Regions from separate parts of the Zea mays genome. Here region 1 is linked to region 2. The links are chromatin contacts, called in public Hi-C maps. All regions are on one chromosome and are shown on one strand. Each heading gives the region's core, a stretch centred on a gene start, on an enhancer-like site or on the middle of the called end of the contact. The rest is flanking DNA. Distances are from core to core; before and after follow the strand shown. Region 1 holds the start of LOC100382025. Region 2 holds the start of LOC103632020 (ABC transporter F family member 4).

Evidence for each region. Hi-C and Micro-C count contacts between places; a contact is called where the count stands out from the background.
Region 1: a Hi-C map of leaf shows a contact between it and region 2, with 5 times the contacts expected there. The contact joins the promoter of LOC100382025 here to the promoter of LOC103632020 in region 2. A contact is called at or near these places in 2 of 25 Hi-C or Micro-C datasets (leaf and leaf mesophyll).

The regions. Positions count from the first base shown.
Region 1 is chr7:10,706,263-10,709,364 of Zm-B73-REFERENCE-NAM-5.0, forward strand. LOC100382025 reads left to right here and starts at 1,770. Exons shown (of 2, transcript NM_001174790.1): 1 at 1,770-2,393; 2 at 2,477-3,102. The coding sequence starts at 2,004.
Region 2 is chr7:10,522,457-10,525,553 of Zm-B73-REFERENCE-NAM-5.0, forward strand. LOC103632020 (ABC transporter F family member 4) reads left to right here and starts at 1,802. Exons shown (of 2, transcript XM_023300575.2): 1 at 1,802-3,097. The coding sequence starts at 2,067.

The sequences.
Region 1 (3,102 bases), core at 520-3,019, 180 kb after region 2:
GTGAAACTAAAGGCGAGACACAAGTAACTAGAAAAAATAACTCCACAAAATGATGAAGATCTCGTGAGGCCAAATGTCGAAAAGCAAATTCTACACAAAGGGGCGCCACAACCACACACTCGCAAAACCATGGCATTTCACAGCAATACAATGCAAGCTCATCCTTGCCCTAGCACACAGCTTGTTGCAATTTCTCTTCGCCTCATACTTATCATATCAATAGGGTTACACTTTTTTAGAAACCACATCACTTAATATACAAGGTATATATGCGTGTAACATCTGATAGGTTTAATAATAAATCTCTTTCTCTATCCCTAAATCCGTTTCGGTGGCTTGGACGCTAGAGCGTGAGGCTTTGACCGACACGGTGAGGCCTAGATTCGCGTCGATGACGTAGAGTGCCACAATCCTCTCTTTTTCCTCCTCTCTACACACCTCACGCGACACATCCGACGACAACGGGCTAAGCTCAAAGGTGAGCGTATCTCCTCTTCTCGACCTCTTTCGTGATAGACCCGATGCGCTACTAGCAACGACGAATTTGGGGCGATGGTTTGATGGTTGTCCTCACAAAACACGTGAAGAAACCACGCTTTCCACCCAACGCGTATCTCGTTGATTTCTTCATTCATTAGAGGATATGTTGAGACGATTCCTTTACGGAGAAGCAATCTCTCTCTCTCTCTGTCTTGAATAACACTCACCACATCCGGACATCCCTATATAGTATATGGAAGGATAGTTAATACCATGAATATATTCCACTCAACGCATTGACACTACTCTTACATTGTCCACTATATATAGGGAAATCTTCTATTGTGCTAACATTATTAGTCAAATAATAATTACGACATTTCTTATCGAGCAAGGAACTGAGCATAGCGTAATCAATCTAGTACTACTACATTAACGCGTTGAGACTGTTCTTTGTATGTGTCAAGAGATCTTATGTTGTGCTAACATTATGAGTGAAGCAACCTAATATTAACCGTTAATATGATATGTACAAGAAAGAACCAAATACGACGTAGTCGATGTAGTACTACATTAAATAGAAGGTCAATTAACATTGGACTTGTTGCGGTTTGCCAATGCACGAATATCAAACCATCTATTCATGTTAACCTGTAAATTCTAAAATTGTTATGATTGTAGTTGTTGTTGGCCATGTTGTTTTCCATCAATGTCTAATACAGTGTATCTTGTAAATTTCCCTGTTTAATAAATATGGGGTCTATGTCCTGTATAAACCGATTTATGGTTGAAAGCTGGAATACCAAAGCTAATTTATTTACATCAAAAGTAAAGTACACACCTCTAACTTTTGTCGCACAAAACCACGGGCAGCAGAAACAAGGGTAAACTCCAAAGGGGCAAACTTGCCATTTCATGCTGAAATCGACCTTTCATACGAAAACTACGGATCCACCCCTCCCTATGCAGCAGTTGTAAGTTGTAACTTGTACAGATGGCTTATCCCAACCAACAGTCAGGGGTAAACCCGTCACTTCACTCCTCGCCCACGGAGTCCTCCGTCCCCCTCCCAACAAGGGCAACGACACAGTGACCCACCGCTCGGGCCCACCTGTCAACGTCGTCCTTCCCCTGCCCCCACACCGCCTACCACGTACTCTACGGGCCCACACACCGTCCACGTCACCCACCCCCATCCGCCATACAGCATACAGGCCAGGGCCACTCACTCTTTATAAGACCTTGCGGGGCACCTCACTGTCCCACTCCTCCGTCTCCGTTCTCGTCTCCGAAGACAAGAAGGGAACACGAACCGCCGGAGATGAACACCGCCGGCGAGCCTCCTTTGGGGCACAAGTAAGACGGCGTATACTGTAGCGCTTGTTTGGTCGTAATAGGCAGGGCACGCCGCACGCGCCATTCATGTTTTGGTTGCCGAGTGAGGACGGTGGTTGTGGTTGGTTGGAGAGGGGAACGAAGGGGGAGGGAGGGTGCGGCGGCGGTGCTGTAAGTGGCGGTCATCGATGACGTTTCGGTTCCCGGTGAAGAACCAGCAGGGCACGATCGACGGCAGTCCGTTTGCGCCGGCGACGGCGAGGGTGTCGATGTTCCGGAGGCTGATGGTGCGGGTGACCCCGGCCGAGCGGCTGGCAGCTGGGGACGGCAAGGAGAGAGAGAAGGACGAGAGGGGAGGGGAGGCGGAGGCTGGGTCGGTGGGGCTGGACAAGATGGTGCTCAGCTTCATGGAGGAGTCCTCCGCGGCCGTGGAGCGGCCGTCGCGCGGGCGGTGCGGCAACTGCTTTAACGGCAACCATCAGGACGGCAGCGACGACGAGGACTTCGACTTCCTGCCCTCCGCCTCCGCGCCCGCCGCGGCGCCGGCCGCGGGCGGCGACGCCTTGGAGCTGCTGAAGGTACCGTCTTTTGTCCCCGATTCAGCTGCTGTCGCCTCCCAAGTCGCTCACCGTCCGTCCAGTGGTCAAGAACTGATTTCCAGTTATTTCTTCTTCCTCCCCTTCTTTTCCGCCTTCCGTCCCCGTTCCTTCTCGCACGCAGGGCCTGGTGCAGTGCGCGAGCACGGCGGAGCGGAACCTCCTGGCGGACGCGTCGCGGATCGCGGAGCGCTGCGGGCGGAAGAAGGCGGACGCCCGGCGCGCCGTGGCGGACGGGCTCCGCGCGCTCGGGTACGACGCGGCGGTGTGCACGTCGCGGTGGGACAAGGCCCCCTCGCACCCGGCCGGCGAGCACGAGTACATCGACGCGGTGGTGGCGGAGGCGGAGCCCGGGGCGACGGACGGCGTCCGCGTCCGCCTCGTGGTGGAGGTGGACTTCCGGGCGGAGTTCGAGGTGGCGCGGCCCACCAAGGCGTACCGCGCGGCGCTGCAGGCGCTGCCGCCGCTGTTCGTGGGCACCCCGGAGCGGCTGGGCCGGGTGGTGGCCGTGGTGGCGGACGCGGCGCGGCAGAGCCTCCGCAAGCGCGGGCTCCACCTCCCGCCGTGGCGCAAGCACGAGTACATGCGCGCCAAGTGGCTGTCCCCGCACGCCCGCAGCGGCGGCGGCGGCGGCCCGGACGAGACGCCGGCGCTCGCGACGCCGGTTCCCGCTTTCTCCGGCGTGTTCGAG
Region 2 (3,097 bases), core at 552-3,051:
CTAAACACTGTGCTGTGGGTCCACGAGTAATTGTTAGTAGATAAAAAATTGATAGTTGATATAGAAAATGATATTTTATAATGGTAGTGGGGTATAGGGGGAGTATTTAGGGGAACCGCTGCGGGAGATGAAAAAATAGGGGGTGGGGGTGATTAGAGGGAAAAAGTGATATAGGGGGAAAAATTTAGAGGTAACGGTTGCGGATAGCCTAACGCTACTACCACGACGAAGAGGAAAGTGGCGGCGTCGGGGAAGAGGTTGATGACGGCGGCGCGAGTTATGGGGAGGAGGAGGCAGCAGGGACGCAGGGGAGTGGGAAGAAGAATCTAGAGGTGGTGGAGTCGTAGATGAGGAAGATGAGAGAGATGTGATATGATTTAAATAATATTGTTTATTGATTTTGAGTGAGTAAGAGAGATAATATTATCCAATAATTTGAATTGTTGGTTTTGGTGGTGTGTTAAATCTAAATGTAATTTATTTGGAAGATTTAGTGGAGGTTATAGATGAGGCTCGTTTGGTTTGGATGACCAAACTAGTGGATTAATAGTGATATAGAAATAGATATAGATAAATCTATATGCTCATTCATTCTTTAATAAAAAGTATGCATGCCATCCTTTTATTGATTACAAAAAACTCCGTGTCATCTTACTATGGCCCTGTTTGGCACAACTGCTGTTTGTTGAAAAAGCAGTTTATCTGATAAGTTAGTAAAAAGCAGCTTATGCTTATTGGCTGCTTTTAGTTTATTTTGAGAAATATGTTAACTGATAAGCTGCTGCAGAAGCTGTCTGTTTGACAGAACTTCGGCTTAAATTTGTGAAGAAGCTAAAAATAAGCTGTACCAAACAGAACCTATATGCAATACATATAAGTTATCTGCATGTTTTATTTGTTTTATCATCCTATCCTTCCAAAATATAACCTAATATTTTATTAGCTTACCGATTTTTACAAGATATGTGCAACGAAATAACATGCAACCAAGCTAATATATGTACATAGTAGCTAGGATACTATATAGTAATGCCATATCTATAACAAATATAACTTTTTTAAAAAAAAAACTGCGCAGCAATGCACATGAAACAGTATAGATAGAATGATGTGTCAGTTATTATCAAAATATAACTTTAGGATTTAACTAAACCATACAATTGATTCTCTGATTTCTTCCTCTGGGGTTTATATTGTGCAAACCTAGCTTGCTATCTTATTTTCATGCTTTTATTCAAATAGGGGCGAAGGTGTGTGCGTGCACCCACGACGACAAGGCTGGTTCCGGTACCGATTATGTTAGTACCGTGATATCGATCGTCATTAGCCCTTATATATGGCAACGTTCTACTTTACCTTCACCTCATGTTCATCCCGACACCATATCAGTTCTTTTAAGAATTTTTATTTAAAATAAAATATGATATTTTACTGGAAAAATCATCTGGTCATATAATCAAGAAAAAATATAGTTCAAACAAAATAAATAAATGCAAAAAATAAAACTATATAGTATGTAAAAAAATGATACTTTTATTGCTTGTCATTGTCATCCTCTTCTACCCCTCTGCATTTTCTTCCTTATCAAATTTTAATTGTCTGGCCAATTTTGTTATGGCCAATCTATGGATCTTTTTCATATCATCGTCTATGACTGATCTAGTAATTTGGTGTAAATTAGTGAATTGATCAAACAAATTTTAGTTGAGTTATCCCCTCTAGCTAGCTTTGTTTAGATACTGGATACACATGCATAAAAAAAATTATCCATAAATACTTTATTATATCTATAGCCATACTCATGGATAACAAATCTAACTATAACTATATTCAATAGATAAATAACTATATCTACGATTATTTGTATATATCCATACCTGCCATCCGTAAATCGGAGTCCGAGACGGGCCGGACCAACCGTCCGATCTCCTTTTTCCTCCCCTCGACCCCTCGTATATCCAAAATCCTCCGGTCCACAAAAATCCCCGATCTACTTTACTCCCCTGGCCCTAAGCCAAACCCAAATTCCCCCATCCCACGACGCCGCCGCTGCCACCACCACCACCATGGGAAGAAAGGACACCTCGTCCTCCTCCGCGGCCGCCGGCGGCGGGAAAAAGGAGAAACCTATGTCGGTGTCAGCCATGCTCGCCTCCATGGACGCCCCCGCGGCGAAGCCCAAGTCCTCCAAGTCGGCGGCGCCGTCCAAGGCCAAGGCGAAGCCCTCCAAGGCGCCGGCGTCCTCGTACATGGGCGACATCGACCTGCCCCCCTCCGACGACGAGGACCAAGAGGAGGCCCAGCTCGCCGCCGCCAAGCCCAAGCCGGCCCGCGCCGCCGTCGACCTCAGCGCCGGCGCTGCGCCGTCGCACAAGGACGCCAAGAAGAAGGACAAGCGCGAGGCCGTGGCGGCCGCAGCCGCCGAGGCCGCCAGGCAGGAGGCGCTGCGCGACGACCGCGACGCCTTCTCCGTCGTCATCGGCGCGCGCGTCCCGGGCTCCTCCGCCGCCGACGGCACCGTCGACGACAACGTCAGGGACGTCGTGCTCGAGAACTTCTCCGTCTCCGCGCGCGGGAAGGAGCTGCTCAAGAGCGCCTCCCTCCGGATCTCGCACGGCCGCAGGTACGGCCTCGTCGGCCCCAACGGCATGGGCAAGTCCACCCTGCTCAAGCTCCTGGCCTGGCGCCAGGTCCCCGTGCCGCGGAACATCGATGTCCTGCTCGTCGAGCAGGAGATCATCGGCGATGACCGCTCGGCCCTCGAGGCCGTGGTCGCCGCCGACGAGGAGCTCACCGCCCTCCAGGCCGAGCAGGCGAGGCTTGAGGCCTCTAATGATGCTGATGACAACGAGCGGCTTGTGGAGGTGTATGAGAAGCTGAATCTCGTGGGCTCTGACGTCGCCCGTGCCCGAGCGTCCAAGATTCTTGCGGGGCTGGGGTTTGATCAGGCGATGCAGGCCAGATCCACAAAGTCCTTCAGTGGTGGCTGGAGGATGCGTATTTCGCTTGCCCGTGCGCTCTTCATGCAGCCAACTCTGCTGCTGCTCGATGAGCCGACTAATCACCTGGATCTGCGCGCTGTGCTATGGCTGGAGGA